Linked DNA regions of Mus musculus: all the other regions are linked to region 5. The links are chromatin contacts, called in public ChIA-PET, HiChIP or PLAC-seq and promoter capture Hi-C maps. All regions are on one chromosome and are shown on one strand. Each heading gives the region's core, a stretch centred on a gene start, on an enhancer-like site or on the middle of the called end of the contact. The rest is flanking DNA. Distances are from core to core; before and after follow the strand shown.

Region 1 (2,700 bases), core at 1-2,500, 310 kb after region 5:
TGTATGTGTAAATATATATATCTGTGTGCGCGTGCATGAGTGTGTGCCAAAGTATTTGGAAATAAAAGCCAGTCTCATACCCAAGTTCTGATGGGACAGTGAGATTCCTCTCTGTAGCCCTTCCTTGAGGTTCAGTTTTGACCCCTGCCTCTGGGTCACAGCAGGCTTTGCAGGGGTCATCAGGAAAGATTTGCTCCGGACGAAGTCACCCTGCTTCACAGACTCCTACGGAGACACAAAATGACAGGTGCTGCCCAAGGATAACAGACTCAGAGTGGGTAAATACTCCAAGTGTCTTAGCTACAAAATGTCTCTTCCAAGATGCACCCTGCTGCTGGCACTTTCTGGAAAGGGGCTCTGTGCACCGGCATCACCCACCAAAATGCCAGAGCTGACTTGTGCCAGCCTCCTGCAGCCCACGTGTGCATGGTGGCTCCTTGCTTGCCTGGACAGCCCAGTCTCAGCCCCAGATGGTATAGAGCGAGGACTCTATGTGAAAGCCGTAGGGAATGGTTTTATGATACACACTATATGGCAGCAGCTGAAATGGGCTAACATTTCGCACTGTAATTTCCCCTCCTCAATGCTACATACAGGTCTTCAGCTGTGTAGACACAACTGAGGATTGCATTAGCAGGAAGGGAAGCAGGTCCTATTGCAGCGCAGGCTCCCTTTCCTAGACAGCAGAACCCCATTTATTGTACTGGTTAGCAGAGGGTGCATCAGCACAGTTGTTGGGGTTGGTGAGAGCTGTTTTCAGTTGAATACAACATGCAACTCCAGGTTTTGGCTGTGCAGCCCCAGGTGAGGGAAAAGGGAAGCCAGCAGGCAGCAGCCAGAGCAGGCTTCATTTATCATCACACAAGGGGCTGAGGTGGAGCTGGTGACCATATTAGCGTGTGTCTGAAGGGAGCCGTTGTTTTAACTGTCTTCAATTTTTTTCCAGAGGCTGAGCTGCGTTGCCTAGGAGGCCAGAGCAGCCTCGGGCGCCACTGCATTTCTACCAGCCCACACAGGCAAAGAGGCAGCTAGCTCCATCACGGGGTCCACAAGCTGACGTACTGCCTTTGCGCATGTCAGCCATCACGGTAGGCACGGCATCTCTGTGATGTTCATGCAGGACCTCTGTGAGCACAGCGGTACCTGCTCCCACCACACCCTCACAAGATCGCTGCCCTCCTCACCCCACCCCCACCCCGAACGCCACAGAAAAAGAGTGGTAACCTGGGCTCTCTCGGCCACCTTGGCTTGCTTCCCAGTTTCTGTCTTTAGGATCCTCGACCCAGGTTTCTCTTCCTGGTTGACGGGCAGGTCTGGGGCTCCTCTTCTCTTCTGCCGGGCCATGGTGATCCAGGGTGGGGTGGGTTGCCCATCAGCCCCAGGACCTGTAGCCGCAGGAGGCTGACCCTTTTCTGTGATAAAGGCCAAGAAGGAGCAATGTTAGGCAGATAGTCCCACTCTCCCCTTCAGTCCCACCCACAGCTTCTCTCCCATACAAGGTGTGTTATATTGCTTTGCTTGGTTCAGGGGGCTGAGGAGTGGTAGGATTGAGGAGTAGAGTCTCAGAGAGACCCCCACTTCCCATTCCCCCCTGAGCCAAAGCCTCTCTTCAGCAAACTTCATTTTTTTTTTTCTTCTATAGATGTCTCAAATAGATTACCTCCTCTGGTCTGAGCCGCCAAAACCACAAGATGCAGCTGCCACCCCAACCTGTGCACTTTGGAGCTAATTTCTACCAGGGCCTTCTCTCTGGGAGGAGCTGGAATGTATGCACAGATAGGATGCCTTTGATAAGAGTCTACATTTGGGACCAGCCACCCGCCCCCACTCCGGATTTACTTGACGCGCTAAAAACATTCCCTTTGTGGGACGTGATGCCATTTCTACAACCATCTGTCTTCACCTGACACAGGAAGTTGGGGCCTGCATGGTTAACACCGGCTGTTTTTCTTCTCCTGCTCTACATTCTTTTAAAGGGCCCTCTTTGCCCTCTCCTGCCATTTCTTCACTTAGTGACCAGGAGCTCCCGCAGAACTCTTCCTGTGTCTCACCCTCACTCCCATCCCTATCCCAGAGGCAGCTACTCTCTTCGAAACAGACGGAACATTTTCTCAGGGTTTGAACTTTATTTTCTTGGCTAACAACATATTCCTCGAACAGTTCTGATAAGATTAAATTCACAACCCGAGGAACTTGCCATTCCAGTTTGAAATCAGAGCAGAGAAGTAGCTTGTTGAAGGCCAGGCCAGCCTCTCTCACCTCCTCAAAGCTCAGTGCTGGGTACTGAGCACTCTGTCACCTCTTAGCCCAAAGGCACAAGACATAGTTCTGGTAAATTCTTTATAACCTGCACTTGGATAATTTCATCTGAGCCAAAAGATACATTTTTAAAATGAGCATAAAGAGGGCTGGGGGGCCCAGGGAGGAGGGCTGGGGGGCCCAGGGAGGAGGGCTGGGGGGCCCAGGGAGGAGTGCCGGCTGCTCTGCCTGAGCACCTGAGGTTGAGTCCCAGCATCCACATGTGGCTCACAACCATCTGTAACTCTGGTTCCTCGGGTCACGCTGCCTTCTTTGGCATCGGTAGGTAGACACACGGTGCACAAACACTTGTACACGTAGAGTTAAAAACATTCAAACGAGCAGAAAAGTTATATGAGACTGCCTCTAAGGTGGTTTGGCAAGAAGGGACCCCCAGGGGAG
Region 2 (2,878 bases), core at 236-2,735, 290 kb after region 5:
ACTGGGCAGTTTCCTTCTGGCATGGAAGAACTACATGTTTCCCCATGGGATGAGAGGCTTTGGGAAGAATCCTATAGGGATGAAGTTTGGTTGCAATAAAGGTGGAAGACCCATGACAACAAGTGTTGTATGTATTTGAGTAACTTCATGTGGGAGCACTGGTAGGTGTGTGTGTACCTGTGTGTGTGTGCATGTATGTGTGTGCATGTGTATGTGTGTGTGTATGTGTACATGCATATGTGTATATGTGTGTGCCTGTGCTTGTGTATGTGTTTGAATGTGCTTGTGTGTGTATGTGTGTATATGTATGTGTTGTGTCTGTCTGTATGTATATGTGTATATGTATGTGTGCCTGTGTATGTGTGTGTGCATGTGCTTGTGTGTTTATGTATGTGTGTATATGTGTGTGTGTGCATGTGCTTGTGTGTTTATGTATGTGTGTATATGTGTGTGTTTGTGTATGTGTGTGCATGTGTGCTTGTATATATGTATGTGTGCATATGTGTATATGTGTGTACCTGTGCTTGTGTGTATATATGTGTGTATATGCTTGTGTGTGTATGTGTGTACATGTGCTTGTGTATGTATGTATATGTACGTGTATGTGTGCATGCATAGTCATGGGAAAGCATACAAAGCATTCCTTTTGAGCTGTGTACCAACTTCCAACCAATATGAATGAACTTTTACCTTCCTCCAAGCTGGCTTAGGACCACAGAGGGAATTGGCTTTGTTCCTCTACTCTAGTGACGCCACCCCTTGCCCCTGAGTATTTCCAGTCCCATAGCCACTATCCACTAGAGCAGTGGGAGGGCTCAGCGAATGCATTTTCTTATGGCCATTGCTCACCAACCTGTTTATGAAAGAGGTTTGAGGCGTGACAGCCAGTAAATCTCAGTGTTGCATAAGGACAGACACTTGTTCTCGCAGTATATTTGAAGCCACTGTTGGGGGTGCCACTCAGGACTCTCCAGAGAAACAAAACCAGGAGCAGAGACACACTTGTGAAGATGCACGCATACACAGAAATACCCTCTCCTCTGTCTGTTGTGAGCTTAAGTCCTGACAAATCCATTGCAAGTTAAAAATAAATACCAAGTTTAAAAAAAAAAAAAAGAAAAGCATTCAATACATCCAGCCTAGCCCACCATGCTTGGTCACTTAATAGTCTGCAGCATGGCAAAGGTATCCACCATCAAGCTTACCCTGCAACTGACTGTCACAGGAACCATCCTGAAGTCGGCCTGTGAGAACAGAATGGGTATGTAGATACTCACCATTAAAACTCGCCACTGGAAGCACACTGGGTCTGCAGACTAAGAGAAACATTACATTCAAAGGAGAGCTGAGTGACAGGCACACCGGAAGTACTGAGTCATCGGTTCCCGGCTGGAACCTGCTCACCGTGCCAAGACTGCATTGCCAGCCTAGGGCTGGAAGAAAACCCAAACCTGAAGCGTGGTTTCTACTGAGTGACTGACTGTCTTTGTACCACAATGAAGTTGGGACTGCAAAAGCTGAACCATCGCAAACCCAGGACAGTGTGTCTGTGCAGTGTGGAGGTCTGCGGTCAGCTGTGGGGTCACGTGATTCTGAAGGCCCAGAAGGCTCCTCCATGTGCCATCTGTCAGTTGGAACAGAAAGGCTCATGGCACAGTTCAGAGGTATGAGCTGGAGAGCCAAAGGCATAAGTTCTACTTGGGTTGAAGTCTTGAGAAGCAGAGGCCCAGAAAAAGAGGAAAGACCGATATCTTCTCACAGAAGCCTGCTGTGCGGAAATTCCCAGAGCCTCAGTCATACCCTGGCATGCTGCCGCTGCAGCTGCATTTTCTGCTGGTTTCGCTTCCTCTTTCTCTTTAACCTCACAATATAGCTGCTAGCCTGGTCTCTGTATGGGAGGGGTCTGCATTCTGTGAGCCTAATTCAACAGTACATGCTGAGTACTTAGCCTTTGGCAGATGACACGTAAGACACATCAAAACAATCATCCATCATGATCAAGTAGGCTTCATCCCAGGGATGCAGGGATGGTTTAACATAATCCACTATATAAGCCAACTCAAAGACAAAAACCACATGATCATCTTGTTAGATGCTGAGAAAGCATTTGACAAAATCCAACAACCATTCATGATAAAAGTCTTGGAAAGATCAGGAATTCAAGGACCATAACTAGACATAATAAAAGCCATGTACAGAAAACCAGTAGGCAACATCAAACTAAATGGAGAGAAACTTGAAGCAATCCCACTAAAATCAGGGACTAGACAAGGCTGCCAACTTTCTCCCTACCTATTCAATATAGTACTTGAAGTCCTAGCCAGAGCAATTAATTAATTTTTAATTAGCAATTAAAAAGAAGATCAAGAGAATACAAATTGGAAAGAAAGAAATCAAAATATTTTGCAGATGATATGATAGTATATATAAGTGACCCTAAAAATTCCACCAGAGAACTCCTAAACCTGATAAACAGCTTCAGTGAAGTAGCTGGATATAAAATTAACTCTAACAAATCAGTGGCCTTTCTCTACACAAAGAATAAACAGGCTGAGAAAGAAATTAGGGCAACAACACCCTTCACAATAGGCACAAATAATATAAAATACCTTGGTGTGACTCTAACTAAGCAAGTGAAAGATCTGTATGATAAAAACTTCAAGTCTCTGAAGAAAGAAATAGAGGAAGAACACAGAAGATGGAAAGATCTCCCATGCTCATGGATTGGCAGGATTAATATAGTCAAAATGGCTATCTTGCCAAAAGCAATCTACAGATTCAATGCAATCCCATCAAAATTTCAACTCAATTCTTTACTGAGTTAGAAAGGGCAATTTGCAAATTCATGTGGAATAACCAAAAGTCTAGGATAGCAAAA
Region 3 (2,700 bases), core at 50-2,549, 330 kb after region 5:
GCACAGTCTGCTTTCTTATAGAACCCAGGACGACCAGCCCAGGGATGGCACCACCCACAATGGGCTGGGCCCTCCCCCATTGATCACTAATTGAGAAAATGCTTTACAGCTGGATCTCATGGAGGCATTTCCTCAACTGAGGCTCCTTCCTCTCTGATGACTCTAGCTTGTGTCAAGTTGACACAAAACCAACTAGTACAAAAGAGAGAGAATCTGGGATCCATCCTCTAGGTTCCAAGAACAACCCACCATCTCTAAACAACCATGCAAACAAAGATAATAATAATAATTATTATCTGCATGTCTCTATTGGAACACTGGACCTAAATATTAGTGTCCGGTTAACATTTTTGTTTGTTTGCTTTTTGAGCTAAAGTCTCTCTATGTAGCCCTGGTTGTCCTGGAACTCAGTCTATAGACCAGGCTGGCCTTGAACTCACAGAGCTCCATCTGCCTCCTCCTGGAATGAAAGCCGTGCACCCACCATTCCCAAACGTTGGCTTCCCACGATGAAAGCAGATTTGGTATACTACCCAATAACTGGTACAACCTCAGAGTTCATCTTAAAATAAAAAGTCAGAACCATTGGAATAAAAAAGTTAGGTAAGTGTGGCCCCTGCACAAGTGACCCCCACTTGGCTAATTAAAATTTGTGCACTGCAGTGGTGATCGGGTTTGGAGTTGAACTCTGTCTTCAACAAATGAAGCTGCTCCCCGAAACCCCACCCCGCCCCACCCAATGCAGCCAATTGCAGATAGAACCAGCTACTGTAAGTCAGAGACTGGAGTCCAAGGCTCAAGAGATAGAGGAAGGAGGGTAAAGTCAAAAATGAACCAGCAGGTAGCTCCTCACAGGTATCGCCTCACAAACAGAGCCTGACACACAGCCATATCTAATTCTGAAAAGGGACAATGCAATTGTACACAAGAGTGTTTTAAGTTGCTAACGGGCATAGTTTTATTCCACAGAGTAAGGCAACCTTCCCCATCATCCAGGCCTTCTTGAAGTTGGAGAGCAGGTGTGGGTTGGTAGCCTCTGGCCCCAGAGCCTACTCTTACTGTGACCAGAGATAGGTTTCCCTGAGGCCAGATTCTGGGAGTCATACTCTAGGCAGCTCCATGGGAGTTGCCAACCCCTAGAGCTGACTTAAAATCAGCCACACCACAGTCCTGATTTTCCATTACTAATATTCTGGGTGCTCACAACTACAAGAAAGAACAAGCTCGTGTCTGGGAAGAGGGAACTCTATGTACCTAAGTTGAGTGGTTACCGAATACAATTCCAAACAGCCCAGAAGTGGTAACTCTACAGTTACATTGTAAACAACGCCCTGGCAGGGCCAGGGTTGAACGGGATCCAAGGATGCCCAGCTATCAAACACCAACTCTGTTTTTACTTGTTTTTCAAGGATCAATATCATTTGGATCATTCCCATTTGCCCTTCGCTTGGCTTACTAATATGGAGAAAATGGCCATCCTGTTTGTCTTCTATATATGTGTACATTAACATTCTTACCACAAACAAAAGTAGCCCATGAACATGCTGGGGTGTTTCTTTGTGAAATGGAGTCTATGGGGGTACAACAGTTGGGATCACTTCCTGCAGTGGCTGAGGTCAGACACTGCTGGTCAGACTCCCTGGGCTGCCTTTACCCTGAGGGCTTCATGTGACTCGCCCAAACCAACAGGTTTCTGCGGTCAGGACTCAGGAACAGGGCTGAATATAATTCAGTGTTTACTCTTCTCTTTGTGCTCTGGCCACTGCCATGGGAGGGGAGATGCAGAGGAGAGGGAGCCCCTGCCCTTCTTTTCTGGGTCTGGGCATCTGCTCAGACAAGAAAGATAAGGCACAGAGCAGATGGCATCAGACTGACCACACAACCGCACAAAACGGCAGCGCAGTCTCCCTCACTCAAGAGACCTTGCTGGAAGACATGGAGGGTCCTCCAGAGTTCTATCAATGCTTAGTGTCAGGAGTGGATGGAAATATTCAAGGGCACAGACTGTACTCGCCTTTATAGTTGTGCCTGGACCCACATCGTGCAGCAGGGACATCTCTGGGGGGCTGCGGGGCAGTCCGTCATCCTCAGAACTCATGCCGGTTTCCTCTGCCCGCTTGATAGGAAGGCCTCCTGGAGGCGGTGGCCCCATCTTCACGTTACATTGTATCTTTAACTAGATTGAGGGAATAGTAACCATTCTTAGTGTTTTCATCAACAATAGCTAGCAACAAATCTTCCTGCTCTGATTCATTCATTCAGGAAATAACTTCAGCACCCTAGCACAGTGCCCTGACCTGAATGTCTGTCCCCAGCTCCCTCACCACTGTCCTTATTCTTTAGGCAGTCACCAACAGTGAGTCAGAATGTGACTAACTTGCATGCCTGAGACCCGTGAAGAACCTGTGACCCGACTTTCAACTGTATAAAATGCTAAGCTGAGATCACTTAGAAACTTCTAGATTAACACTGGACAGACACCCAGTGAGAGTGCCAAGCGAACCCTTACCTGCAAAGCCTTGATCCGGTCGCACACATTTTCTTGGGAGAACACCCGCACGGGCCGAGCAGGGTCCTGTCCCGATTCAGGAAAGAAAATACTGTCGTGGGAGAGGGCCCGGCTGCCCATAGTACCCCTGGACTCCCTAGGATAAAAAGAGCCACTGTGAGCTTCCACCACCTCCATCTGCCCCTGATCCT
Region 4 (2,959 bases), core at 437-2,936, 370 kb after region 5:
ATGGCATCAGTTACTCTCAATATGCCAAGTGCACGCTACCCTCTCCCAGAATCCAAAGGAAACCATTAAAGAACTTCTTAAAGATGGGACCAAGTGCTGTGGCCTCCTCTCAGACCCTTGAGAAATCCCCACTGCAGAAATGAAGGGGTTCGGGGCTCCATGGAAAATCCCTAGGCAAGAGCAGATGCAACTAGTAGTGTCTTTTGTTTGTCCTGAGGCCAGCTTCCCACTGTCACCGGATATTACCACCATCCTACCTTTAGAGGCAGCCCAAGTACAAGTGACAGATGTGGTTATTTTTGTTGTTGTTTGTTTTCCTTTGCTTTTTACAAAGAAAGGCTCATCCTCTCTGATTGCCACAGTGCTGCTTCCAGATGGAGCTACAGATAGACTGAAGAACCATTGTCACCCCAACTCCATCTCTCAGATCACAGGACAGGAAGGCAAAGCCTCCTGACACTCCCAACTCCAGGGAACCCACCATTTCTCTCTCTGGGCACATGTAACACAGGGTAATCTCAGCTGTGTAGTCACTATGTGGAGATTACGCACATACAGAGCAAAGCCAGGGTAATGTCCTTTCCCACACTGTCCCTCTACACAGCTGCCGCAGCTAAGCACCATGAGGCTGGGACCATGGACAGAGTGTGACCCAGACCCTCACCCAGCAGAACTGGTATCCAGTGTTGTTATCTGCAAGAACTCCTCTGAGGATGAGACACGAGAGCAGAGGACTCAAACAGGAGCATCACGGACCACTGGAAATAGTGTGTAGCAAGAGAGTGAAGGGCCAGGCTTCAGCACGGAGGACAGAAATCGAGGTCCATAGGTGACAGGAACCAGCTGGCTAGTGGAGTCTACGTTTGCTCTGGTGGGGTGGGTGGGCAGGCAGGCTGGTAGGCTGTGGGTTAGAGGGTGGCCCCTAACACCAACGATTCATTCTCAGACATACTGAGCACTGTGCCAATAAATATGACCTGTCCATCTGTTGGTCTGCTTTAGTCAAATCCCAAGTTTTCTCCCAACCAGCTTGATCCTGGGGTAAGACACACATCTGCAAACTGGCTTGTCACACATAAGAGCAAAGCCTTCCAGGAATCATCTCGGAAGGACATTTGAATTTGGACCTGATATGAAGATTTTTAGAAATAATGAAATCATCAAACCCCAAATTGTACAGCTTCATTTGCCTGCCTTTTAAAACTCAGCAAAAATGGAGGTAGTATTTTAATGCCTTTATAAGTCTGAAATCACCTCGGTGGGTTAGCAGCTAAAAAGGTATTAAATTAGCTTCTATTTTAACTTAACCTAAAAATATCTTAGGCAGCCTGTAAAAGCACCACACAGCTTAAAGCTGTTAACCGAGTTCACGTTCCCCATCCTGTTGCAAGCCGATGGTGTTTAAGGTGGGTTTATTCCTGATTGACAGTGTTTCTCTCCAAGAACTGGAATGTAGTGAGGGACAGCTTTGTGTTCACAGCATGGAATGCATAGACTACAGTAAATGGCTATAAATTGTAATGAATGTGTTGGGCGTTTCATTTTAAAGTCACCACCAACCACAGTTTTTGCCTTAGGAGGTGCCTCTTTTTAACCATAACAAAAGATGAGGCAAAAGGGCACCGCCTGACACCACCCTCTCACTGTCCTTGGCAGACATCAGCAATCAATCACAGTATCATTCTCAGGACTGCTCACAGCATAGTACTCCAGACAGCTACTAACTGCCGGGTGCTCAGACCCATTCATGGCTATAAACCTGTGACCAATGTTAGCAGAAGTCACGATAAATCTGTAGAACTGGATTCTAGCCTTCTTATCTCACAAGCTGAGTGACAGACACAAACAGCTTGCCTCTGCCCATGTGGTATACACTGCTTGGACTCTGTTACATTGCTTTTAAAAAGTTGAAGGACTATAAAATTGGCACAGGTTTCTTTGCATTCGTGAACACACATAGATACATGTACGTGTGTGTGGGGGAGTGGGCACTGCACACAGGTGTGTCTGCATATGTGTGTGTGTGCGTGTGTACATATGGATCCCGGAGGACAATCTCAGGTATGCTCCTTCAGGTGCTATCCACTTATTTATTTATTTATTTATTTATTTATTTATTTATTTATTTTAAATGACAGGATCTCTCACTAGCCCAGAGGTTATCAAGTAGGCCAGGGTATCTGGTCAGCAAGCAATGGGTGGGGAGGGGGGTTCCACCTGTCTCCACCTCTTCTGCTTTGTTACACATCGAAACACCACACATGGCTTCTTAAATGTGGGTTCTGGGAACCACACCCAATTCTTCATGCTCATTTTACTGAGTGAGCTATCTCTACAGCCCAGCATAGACTTCTTTTTATGTAAAGCTATTTTAGACAACACATGACACATGCTTGAGATGAGCCCAATATATATATATTTGTTGATTTGTTGTCCAGAAAAATGAACATTCATGGCAGTACCACAAATGCCCTCCTACCATCCTTGCTGAGTTCCCCCGACTGCCACACCTAGTGTTCTGCATGGCCTCCAGGTGAAGCGTGAGTGCTCTGCCTTGCCCAGCAGCTCGGCCATAAGAAATGTTTCCCCTCCCAGGGCAACAGCAAGCTTCCCTACCTACTGGCATTTCGGGTTGTACACATCACTCTCCTGGCCTTTGAGTCCTTTTACCTTTGATGTCCTAATTTCTACACTCAGCAGAGGCTTGGTAAACACCTTATGATTCAGGAAACCTCATCAGAGAGCGGTCAGCAGAGAGCAAACCTGCATTCATTAAAAAATAAACAAACAGGGCTGGAGAGATGGCTCAGTGGTTAAGAGCACTGACTGCTCTTCCAGAGGTTCTAGGTTCAATTCCCAGCAACCACATGGTGGCTCACAACCATCAGGAATGAGATCTGATGCCCTCTTCTGTATCTGAAGACAGCTATAATGTACTCAAATTAATTAATTAATCTTT
Region 5 (2,700 bases), core at 46-2,545:
AGGTGGACACAAGCTAGAATCATCTGAAAAGAGGGAACCTCAGTTGAGAAAATACCTGGATCAAATTGCAATGTAGGCACCCTGTGGGGCATTTTCTTAATGGTTGATGTGGAAGGGCAAGACCTAATGTGGGTGGTGCCACCCCAGGCAGGTGGTCCTGAGTTATCTAAATAGCAGGCTAAGCAGGCCATGGAGAGCACACCAACAAGTAACTTTCGCTCCTGGCTTTTGCTTCCATTCCTGCCTCTAGGTTTTTGTCTTGAGTTCCTGCCTGATCATGGACTTGTAGCCTGTAAGCCAAATAAGCCTTTTCCTCTCCAAGTCGTTTTTGGCCAGTGGTTTAACCCAGGAAGAGAGAAAGCAAATTAAGACTCTGACCATAAAATTTATTATCTCATAGGAGAATGCTTTTGAGATTGAAAGGGGGATTTCTATTAATTTTACCGTAAGAAAATCAGGTATATCAGTCACTTGAATTTTAGAAGATGAAATAAGGACAATATTTTTAATTTTTCTAAGCATGTTTGAGTTTTTTGGCTTTTGGCCTTAGGGTTAAGGTTCAATCAATATTTTCTCCCCTTCATCTGATTAATAAAAGATAAGCATTTGGTAATAAGTTACTCTTTAGAAGATAAAAGTGGGTGTGGTGGTGCATACCTGTACTCTCAGCCTTTAGGAGGCAGTGGCAGGAACATGAATAACACGAAGGGCAGCTAGTGAGTGGGTGACCAACCTGGATTACCCTGTTCAAAAAAAAAAAAAAACAACCCAAAACGAAACAGAACAAGCAAAAAAAAAACCAGACAAATGAGGTGTAAAAAAACCTGAAAAATGTTTTTGTTTGTCCATTTAAGTTTCCCCTCATCAGGTAGAAATGTTAACGTTACAATAAAGTTAAAAACGATCAGAGGCAGGGAGCCCCTGTCTCAGTGGAAATAAATAAGTAATAAAATAAAAAAAAATGTATCTCCGAAAGTCCTGATTGGTCTTCTTCCCTATAGAAAAATAGAATTTTGAGGAGGAAGTGTTAAGGTCCGTTATCTTTTGGGTAGACTAGGTCTGGAAGGAAGTTCAAAAGACTACAGTTTGTTGGTGGCCACGCCCACTGAGTGATGGATCAGCTACACCTGCACTTCCGACCTCCAGCGTTTTTCTAGAATCGCTTGTTCTCTGGGCAGAAGCCTCAGGGCATGTGAAGGTGGAAAAACTCCCACTCCTGGGTGACGTCACATAAGAGGGTGTGACCTTTTGGGAGGTGCGGCTTCCTAGGGGCGGAGCCAGGGAGGGAGGGGGCAGGGCGGCGGTCGGGGAGTGGGGCGCGCATGCGCGGTGAGGGGGCGGAACCGGGGCGGGGTTGTGCGCTGTGTTCTGAGAGAAGGCGGTGGCAGGATTCGGGCTGCGCGGGGACGGCGGGTTCGGGTCTGGGGTGGACGCCACCGGCCGGAGTGAGGCGGCCAGGAAACAAATCCCGGCCGGTCTTCAGGACCGGACAGCAACCAGCGGGGCCGAGGCCGGGGTGTGCGGCCTGGAGGACAGAGGCCAAGGCTGAGCAAGTGTCCGGGCCGGGGCGCGCCAGGTAGGTGGGCCGAGCTGGGCCGTGCCAGGTCCGGTGTGCCGGGCTTAGCGGAGTGGGCTGGGCGGCTGGGAGCTGGAGACACTGGGAACCCGGCCCGGTGGCGCCCGCGGTTGTCATGGCAGTGGTACAGCCTAGCGGTTCGCTGGCCGCGTCTTTGGAGCGCGATCCTAGACTTGCGGTCCCCTTGCCGCGGGCTTCTCGGGGAGCCGTGCGATGCTATACAACGCGCCCGCCGGCTGCATCTCTGCTGTATCCCATAGGCATCCGACGCTGAAGGCCTCGCGGTATCTCGGGTGTCAACACACCGGGTAAAAATAAACATACATGTTGGTGGGAGACACGGACTCTACGTCCTCGCAACTCTTTGAGCATTTTCTGTTCGCGCATCGGCCAGGACAGGATCTCCCTCACCTTTGCTTTATGTATTTTATATTCTTCTGGCTTTCCTAATAAGCTAATTGAGGCCTGAGAGGTTTGCAGGGATCCGTGGTCGTCTTTTGCAAAGCCAGTCATGAATGTGTAGGCCACGGAAACACTCAAAATGTCAGACACAAATATATATCTTTGTGGGCGAAGGGAAGGAGTGTTGATGGGCCTTGGTTTCTCTTGCCCCTTCTCTCCTGCCCTCTGACATTACATAATGGTGGGTTCCTCCTGCCTGGATTTGACAGCTCATGAAAATGTCTCTCTGGGTAAGAAGGAAGTAAGTATTGGCCGTTGTAAATCTTTGCCTCTTAATGTGTTTGATGTTGAGAGATTGCCTAAGAGTAGAATGTGATTTGTCACCTGCCAGTTAGGGCCTCTGGGCCAAGGGGATGGGGGTGGGGTGGTACGGAAGTTGGGGTGTTGCAGTAATATTCTGCTTCGTTCACTCCTGTTCCCCGGGTGGGTTGTGTGGACAATGGGGACATCACAGGGCTGGGACATCACACAGCTGGTTGATCTGGGTGTGAATCCTGAAGGTTTTGTCACTTGCTAACTCAGGTTCTCAAGACCCTCATCAGTAAGAGGTGTAAACAGAACCTCATTAGCTGCGTTTGTTTTGAAATCTAATTGCCAGTGTCAGGCAGTGAACAGCTATAGGTTGTCCTACTTAGCCTGGTTGTTGGGTGAAGACGGAATTT
Region 6 (2,724 bases), core at 95-2,594, 260 kb after region 5:
GACGATGACAAGACAACTCATCCCTGAGAAAGTCAGGCACTGTGATGTGTTTCTGTGGGATAAGTCATCCAGGGAAATGTTTCTGAGGACTGGAGCGGGTAGAGAAACAGCCACAGCCCCTGATCACAGTATCCTTTGACATGTATTCCCCAAAACCTGGGGTGTCTGAATCTGAAACAACTCTCATCTCTCTCTCCTCTTTCCTCTCTTTCTCTCTCTCTCTCTCTCTCCTCCCCCCCCACACACATACACACACACACACACACACACACACACACACACACACACACACACACACACACACTCCACATTTAGACTCTAAGCTGGAACTTAAGGCTGCTAGACAAAACTAAGTTACAAAGTATAGAGCAACAACAGCACAATCTAATAGCATCTTAGTTACTTTTCTGTTGCTATGCTTAAAACACTGACAAAAGGCAATTTAGAGGAGGAAAGGGATTTGTTTTAGCTTAGAATTCCAAGTTTCAGTCCATTATAGGCACAAAGTCAAGATGGTAGAACAGCTAGCTACATCACACCCATAATCAAGAGAGAAATAAATGCATGAGCCCTCAGTCTCCTGTTTGTGTTGTCTGATTTTCCCACTTTTATACAGTTCAGAACTGCCTGCCTAGGGTATGGTGACACCCATGGTGGGCTAGGTCAATCCTATACTAATTAACTTAAGACATTCCCCCACAGACATGCTACAGGCCAACCTAATTCAGACCAACTCTTATTGAAACTCTCATCCCATAGGATTTTCATGGCATGTCAAGTTGAGGATACAAACTGACCATCATAGAACAGAATATATTTTTTTAAAGATAGTTAATTTAGGAGATTGCAAAAATAAGGCTGGGTGTGGTGACACGCACCTTTAATCCCAGCACTTAGGAGGCAAAGGCTAGCAGATGTCTATGAGTTTGTGGCTAGCCTGATCTACGGAATGAGTTCTCAGCCAGCCAAGGCTACATAGTAAAACCCTAACTCAAAACAAACAAACAACAAAATGAAGGTGTTTATGACCATGACAAAACACAGAGGCAAAAATGTGTGCATGTTTAGTTGTTCTCTTATTTCCAAAATCAGGGAGAGATGATGACAGAAATTTCTGTACTGGGGTTTCTAGCCATAGATAAGGAAGTCCCACCAGCCCTGTGACTCAGTGATTACAACTAGACACAACAGATTCTAAACATATAGCAGGGACTCAGGTGACAGAAAACTGCATTTCCCATCCAGAAACAGTATTTTACAGAAAGTTGTTCTTCTGCTATATTGACCCATGTAGTCAAACACCTGCCCACATCTCTATGAGATTGACTCTCCATGTGGTCCCCAGCTGGATGACCCCAGCAGACATCCTGTGGCATGCTGGCACTTGCGTGAGTGCAAATGTTGCTTCATTGATCGTTTTTTTTAAAGTCTGTTTCCTGAAAATGCAACTGTCTTCTTTCAATTCCCCAAAAGTACATGAACATTTACTGCACTAATAGACTAGTTCCTAAAATGCCGACCACTGAGCATCAACAGAGAGTGGACTTTGAGGAAACAGAGGATCCCATTGTACCTTCAGTGCCTCTGTAAATTAGTAAATTGTGGGAGACAGAATGGAGGTTCCCTGGAAAACTGAAACTACAGCCACACTATGGTATACCATTCTCACTACTAAGTATAACTTTTCAAAGGAGATAAAATCAGGGTGTTAAAGAGACATCTGCACCCCCATGTTCATTGTGGGATTGTTTAGAGTGGCCAAGTTGAGGCAATGCAAATGTTCATCAATGGATAGCTCAGGAAATAAACAGGGTGAGATGAAACACTCAAGAAGGAAATTCTGTCATTGGCAACAAGGGACTAAGTACAGTGAGCCAAACCTCATACTGCAGCATCTTGGTTGTGTGTGGACCCAGAGAAGAAGATATTCCTCCCAGTAAGGAATAGGGCAATGGTTTCAAAGTCCTATTCAAGCAGGAGAATGAGAGGGAAAAGGGTAGAAGTTACCCAAAGGACACAAACTGCCTGTTAGAGGCAAGGAATGCATTCAAGAGATTCATTTACAGTTGAATAGCTAAAATTAATGAAAATACATGTGTGGTGTGGTGGTTTAAAAAAGGATGTGTGCCCTGCCCCCCAGGCTCATATAATTGAATGCTTGGTCATCAGGGACTAGCACTATTTGAAAGGATTAGAAGGTTTGGGAGGCGTGGCCTTGTTGGAGGAAGTGTGTCACTGGAGGTGGGCTTTGAGGTTCCAAAATCCCATGCCCAGTGTCTCCCTTCTCCAGCAATGTGCTCACCATTCCTCTTGTTATGCGTCCACCATGATGATAATGGACTGAACCTCTGAAACTGTGTGCAAGCCCCCAACCAAATGCTTTCTTTTATAGATGAGTTTCCTTGGTCATGCATGGTGTCTCTTCATACCAACAGAACAAGAACCAAGACAATATTGTATACTTGAAAATAGCCAAGAGAATGGATTGCAGGTGTTTAGCTTGGAACAGCCATTCTGTAATGAGTGTGTACATAAAAAAAATATTGTTGTATCCTGTAAAAATGTAGCTTTTGTCAGCTAGAAAAAAAGACAATCTGGATTTGCTTCTTGTTACCTGGAATTAATTTGTGTATCATGTGACCGGAGAAGGATTAAAAAGCTAAACAAACTGTGTCATTTATCTAAATTATGCTTAAAGGTTTGGGATACTGGGAACCCATACTC
Region 7 (2,964 bases), core at 336-2,835, 270 kb before region 5:
TTTGGGGGGGAGGGGAGGGTTATTTGGCTTACACTTCCAGATCATACTACATCACTGGAGGAAGTCAGGACAGGAACTCAAGCAGGTCTGGAAGCTGGAGGCAGGAGCCGATGCAAAGGCAGGAGCTGATGCAGAGGCCACGGAAGGATGCTGCTTATTGGTTTGCTTCATGTGGCTTACTCTAGACTCTTTTAAAAAAAAGATTTATTTATTTATTTATTTATTTATTATGTACACAGTGTTCTGCCTGCACTTCAGAAGAGGGCATCAGATCTCATTATAGATGTTAGCCACCATGTGGGTGCTGGAAATCGAACTCGGGACCTTTGAAAAAATAATCAGTGCTCTCAACCTCTGAGCCATCTCTCCAGCCCTTATAGAATCTTTTACTTATAGATTTTCATAAGCACATTTTTGTGTGAGTGTGATTGCTTGAAGAATGGCAGGTTTGCATTTTGAGCCATCTGTATGCTTGTAAGGCAAGACTAAATAAGCATTAGGTAGAGTGCAGTACCGAATCCCTATAGGAGTACTACCTGTAGATTTGCAAAAACCACAGCTCTCAGCTTAGAGGGTATAAGCAAGCCTGTTCTGGAGCCATTTTGAATAGCTGTGGCCCTGTACAACACAGATTTAGTTTACCCCAAACTCCATGTTCCAACGTGGAAGCAGTTTCATGAACTTTTCATAGAACAAAGAAAGTCACAAATCATGATAAATTTAAAGTACCTTGGAGGGCACACCAGAGAAGCAGGCACGGTGAGAGTGGGGAAAGCTTTTCAAGATGCTGTGGGACATTCTTAGCCTTTGGATTGGTGGAGGCTAGTTGTCCGTCTATCTTTTAGTCACAAGAGGTTAGTTTGGTCACAGAAGTGGGCAAGGAATGGCTCTCCAAGAGGGGTTAGAACTGGCCCAAGATAAGGCAATTAGCCTTCAGAACAGCAACATTCTAACCTCTCTGCAGAACTGAAATTCTAATCAGTCAAAATCAGTCTCTGCGGACACAGCTTCCCTCCCCCCTCCTCTCCAGGAGGTTTTATTCACAATCTTTTTTTTTTTTTTTTTTTTTTTTTTTTTTTGATCCTGGCAGCTCTTGTGTCCAAAGTTACAATCTGGCAAAACTGTGAACGCTCATCTGACCACCCCTTCTAGCTGAGCACCTGTAACGAACCGCTCCAACTCTAGGTTTCCTTCCCTTAAAGACGCAATGAAGAAAGGATCTCTTTATAATACCGAGGGAGAAATCAAAACAAAAGGCGCGGGCTGCGGTAATCTGCCGGAAGTAAATCGAGAGAACAGGCTTCCTTCAGCGGGCAGTCGTCTGCTTTTCTGCCCATCTGAATATTTGTTAACCTAATCTCTAATATTTGCCGCTGTCAACTTTCCCAGGGTCAGGCGCAGAGGACGAGCCTTAGGCTGCTCTCTTTCCGGGTGGACCAAATTGGTTTTGCAACACCAACATCCAGTTTCTTCGCAGTCCCCATCATCTCTTTACTCCCTCTGAGGGGCTCATTGGTGGGCGGGGCCGGATCCCGAGCCACGCTGTGATTGGCGGTGTCTTAGCAACTGCAGCGATGTGGTTGTCAACAGAAACTGGACTCCCGCAACTCTGTGCCCGAGGCGGGGACCCTTCGCCAGCATCAGGGGGAGTCACAGCCTTGTCCAGCAGTGGGATGCTGGCCGCGCCCACCTCCTGCTCTGGTTAGTGAGGCCCTGGAGGGTGGGAGGGTCGCTGACGCACGCAAGCCGCCTGGCCTCGCAACTGACAGATTACTTACTAAGTGGGGGATACCATCCTTCTAGACCAGATCTTCCAGGTTTCCAACTGGTTGTGTGAGGGAAAAAACAAGTTTGTAATTTCCGAGCTGGACCTCGCTTCTGCTGGGAAAGGGCAGTGGCCAGGCCGCACCCACTTGAGAGCTGGATTTCAGAGTCAAAGTCGCAGACGTGTGCGAGCCCTTCTTACCCAGGGCTCTCCCCCCACCCCCACTCTTTGCAGAAGCTCAGCTCCCTAATGCTTGTCTATCCAGAGGCCAAAGTTAGTCAGAGGACATAGCATACTGATCAGTATATTAGAAACTCATTTCTGAGAAGCAATGATCAAAACTTAACAATCCAAACTCAAAGCGATCTTCTTGAGTGAAAGGTTTGAGTCTGGAGAAAGCCTCTGCTTGCCTCTTGGTTTTTGGGGGCATTCACATCACTTTCACTTTCTAATATGGACTTTTAACCTCATGTAGTTGTTCTTCTAATCTTCTCAGAAGTTCTCCATTTCTTTTCTTCTCGGCGATGACCTAACAGCCCCACCCCCACCCCACGAGCCCAGTTTTCAATTCTTGGTCCTGTTCTCAACAGTGTGTCCCACAGACCATTTCAATCCCTTAACCCTGCCCACGTTTATCTGAGGCGATGCTCTTAGCCTAGCTTTGCCTTTTAAGGATAGAAAGAATAAGACTGTTAAGAATTGTAACAGGATACATCAGGGAACTTCATCCCAGCTTCCTTTCTTCCCAGAAGAATCAGAGTTCAGAACTCCCACAACATACCTCCCCATCTCCTACCCCTCCATACTACTCCCTCCCTCCCTCCCCCATGCACAGATTTCTTTTTTTAGAAACTAGCAAGGATGAAGATTGGAGGTGTTGATCATACGTTTACCAAGGATCCAAATTGAATTAATAGAGTCTAAGTTAGACTCTGGTCCAGGGCTTGTAAGAACAGTGACTGGATTGTTCTTGGCTTCTCACTATGGGCAGGTGCATAGCAGCCGACAAAGAAGGGCTCTTAGCGTGATCCCAGTCCTCCTGCCTCAGTTTCCTAAGTGTTGGGATGAAAGGTCTTATCCATCTTAATCTTCCTGCTGTCCTGGGAGCTTTGCCTGTCCCTGGCACTCAATGGCTCGATGGACAACTCCAAGTTTTTAGGACTGCGGACAACCAGAGGTGGTGGTATATATACTTGTAA

The links. Promoter capture Hi-C pulls out the DNA fragments that hold promoters and counts their contacts. ChIA-PET counts read pairs in DNA pulled down with a chosen protein or histone mark. HiChIP or PLAC-seq counts read pairs in DNA pulled down with a chosen protein or histone mark.
Region 1: a contact with region 5 is called in an RNA polymerase II ChIA-PET map of memory CD8 T cells, with 49 read pairs. The contact joins the promoter of 4930556I23Rik here to the promoter of Inpp4a in region 5. A contact is called at or near these places in 7 of 39 promoter capture datasets (cranial neural crest, embryonic stem cells, neutrophils and 2 more), 9 of 115 datasets of contacts at active chromatin or transcription factors (acute myeloid leukemia, bone marrow-derived macrophages, effector CD8 T cells and 6 more) and 2 of 9 other capture datasets (adipose tissue and liver).
Region 2: a contact with region 5 is called in an RNA polymerase II ChIA-PET map of memory CD8 T cells, with 14 read pairs. The contact joins the enhancer-like site here to the promoter of Inpp4a in region 5. A contact is called at or near these places in 4 of 39 promoter capture datasets (the HPC-7 cell line, embryonic stem cells, pre-B cells and 1 more), 1 of 484 Hi-C or Micro-C datasets (the G1E-ER4 cell line), 2 of 115 datasets of contacts at active chromatin or transcription factors (bone marrow-derived macrophages and memory CD8 T cells) and 2 of 9 other capture datasets (adipose tissue and liver).
Region 3: a contact with region 5 is called in an HNF4G HiChIP or PLAC-seq map of pancreatic cancer cells. The contact joins the enhancer-like site here to the promoter of Inpp4a in region 5. A contact is called at or near these places in 17 of 39 promoter capture datasets (the 3T3-L1 cell line, 3T3-L1-derived adipocytes, the C10 cell line and 11 more), 2 of 15 datasets of contacts at CTCF or cohesin (the NIH/3T3 cell line and large pre-B cells), 4 of 484 Hi-C or Micro-C datasets (B cells, bone marrow-derived macrophages, cerebral cortex and 1 more), 13 of 115 datasets of contacts at active chromatin or transcription factors (astrocytes, bone marrow-derived macrophages, cardiomyocytes and 7 more) and 3 of 9 other capture datasets (adipose tissue, embryonic stem cells and liver).
Region 4: a promoter capture Hi-C map of embryonic stem cells shows a contact between it and region 5, with 4 times the contacts expected there. The contact joins the enhancer-like site here to the promoter of Inpp4a in region 5. A contact is called at or near these places in 3 of 39 promoter capture datasets (embryonic stem cells, liver and stem cell-derived epiblast-like cells), 5 of 115 datasets of contacts at active chromatin or transcription factors (the 230-238 cell line, astrocytes and embryonic stem cells) and 1 of 9 other capture datasets (embryonic stem cells).
Region 6: a contact with region 5 is called in an H3K27ac HiChIP or PLAC-seq map of microglia, with 4 times the contacts expected there. The contact joins the enhancer-like site here to the promoter of Inpp4a in region 5. A contact is called at or near these places in 5 of 39 promoter capture datasets (the HPC-7 cell line, embryonic stem cells, pre-B cells and 1 more), 2 of 115 datasets of contacts at active chromatin or transcription factors (microglia and stem cell-derived neural progenitor cells) and 3 of 9 other capture datasets (adipose tissue, embryonic stem cells and liver).
Region 7: a BATF HiChIP or PLAC-seq map of CD8 T cells shows a contact between it and region 5, with 7 read pairs. The contact joins the promoter of Vwa3b here to the promoter of Inpp4a in region 5. A contact is called at or near these places in 1 of 15 datasets of contacts at CTCF or cohesin (the NIH/3T3 cell line), 3 of 115 datasets of contacts at active chromatin or transcription factors (CD8 T cells, memory CD8 T cells and pancreatic cancer cells) and 1 of 9 other capture datasets (adipose tissue).

The regions. Positions count from the first base shown.
Region 1 is chr1:37,613,257-37,615,956 of GRCm38.p6, forward strand. 4930556I23Rik (a long non-coding RNA gene) reads left to right here and starts at 1,251. Exons shown (of 2, transcript XR_373329.1): 1 at 1,251-1,311; 2 at 1,643-2,117. Cracdl (capping protein inhibiting regulator of actin like) reads right to left here. Exons shown (of 10, transcript NM_028096.1): 8 at 1,225-1,412; 9 at 81-225.
Region 2 is chr1:37,584,511-37,587,388 of GRCm38.p6, forward strand. No RefSeq gene overlaps it. Among named protein-coding and RNA genes, the nearest start is that of 4930556I23Rik, 29 kb to the right of the region's middle. Within about 2 kb of position 1,486, at least 205 of the 459 cell types and tissues checked have an H3K27ac peak or open chromatin away from gene starts, as enhancers often do. A contact at or near this core is called in the G1E-ER4 cell line, the HPC-7 cell line, adipose tissue and 3 more, where this site is marked.
Region 3 is chr1:37,629,307-37,632,006 of GRCm38.p6, forward strand. Cracdl (capping protein inhibiting regulator of actin like) reads right to left here. Exons shown (of 10, transcript NM_028096.1): 4 at 2,510-2,645; 5 at 2,015-2,176. Among named protein-coding and RNA genes, the nearest start is that of 4930556I23Rik, 16 kb to the left of the region's middle. Within about 2 kb of position 1,300, at least 43 of the 459 cell types and tissues checked have an H3K27ac peak or open chromatin away from gene starts, as enhancers often do. A contact at or near this core is called in pancreatic cancer cells and trophoblast stem cells, where this site is marked.
Region 4 is chr1:37,669,890-37,672,848 of GRCm38.p6, forward strand. The region is part of intron 1 of Cracdl (capping protein inhibiting regulator of actin like); the gene reads right to left. It also overlaps a transcript of 4930470B04Rik not described here. Among named protein-coding and RNA genes, the nearest start is that of Gm39628, 13 kb to the right of the region's middle. Within about 2 kb of position 1,687, at least 4 of the 459 cell types and tissues checked have an H3K27ac peak or open chromatin away from gene starts, as enhancers often do. A contact at or near this core is called in embryonic stem cells, where this site is marked.
Region 5 is chr1:37,298,543-37,301,242 of GRCm38.p6, forward strand. It overlaps Inpp4a (inositol polyphosphate-4-phosphatase, type I), which reads left to right and starts at 1,296. Exons shown (of 26, transcript NM_030266.4): 1 at 1,296-1,576.
Region 6 is chr1:37,560,722-37,563,445 of GRCm38.p6, forward strand. No RefSeq gene overlaps it. Among named protein-coding and RNA genes, the nearest start is that of Mgat4a, 21 kb to the left of the region's middle. Within about 2 kb of position 1,345, at least 38 of the 459 cell types and tissues checked have an H3K27ac peak or open chromatin away from gene starts, as enhancers often do. A contact at or near this core is called in microglia, where this site is marked.
Region 7 is chr1:37,027,728-37,030,691 of GRCm38.p6, forward strand. It overlaps Vwa3b (von Willebrand factor A domain containing 3B), which reads left to right and starts at 1,586. Exons shown (of 28, transcript NM_001370828.1): 1 at 1,586-1,701.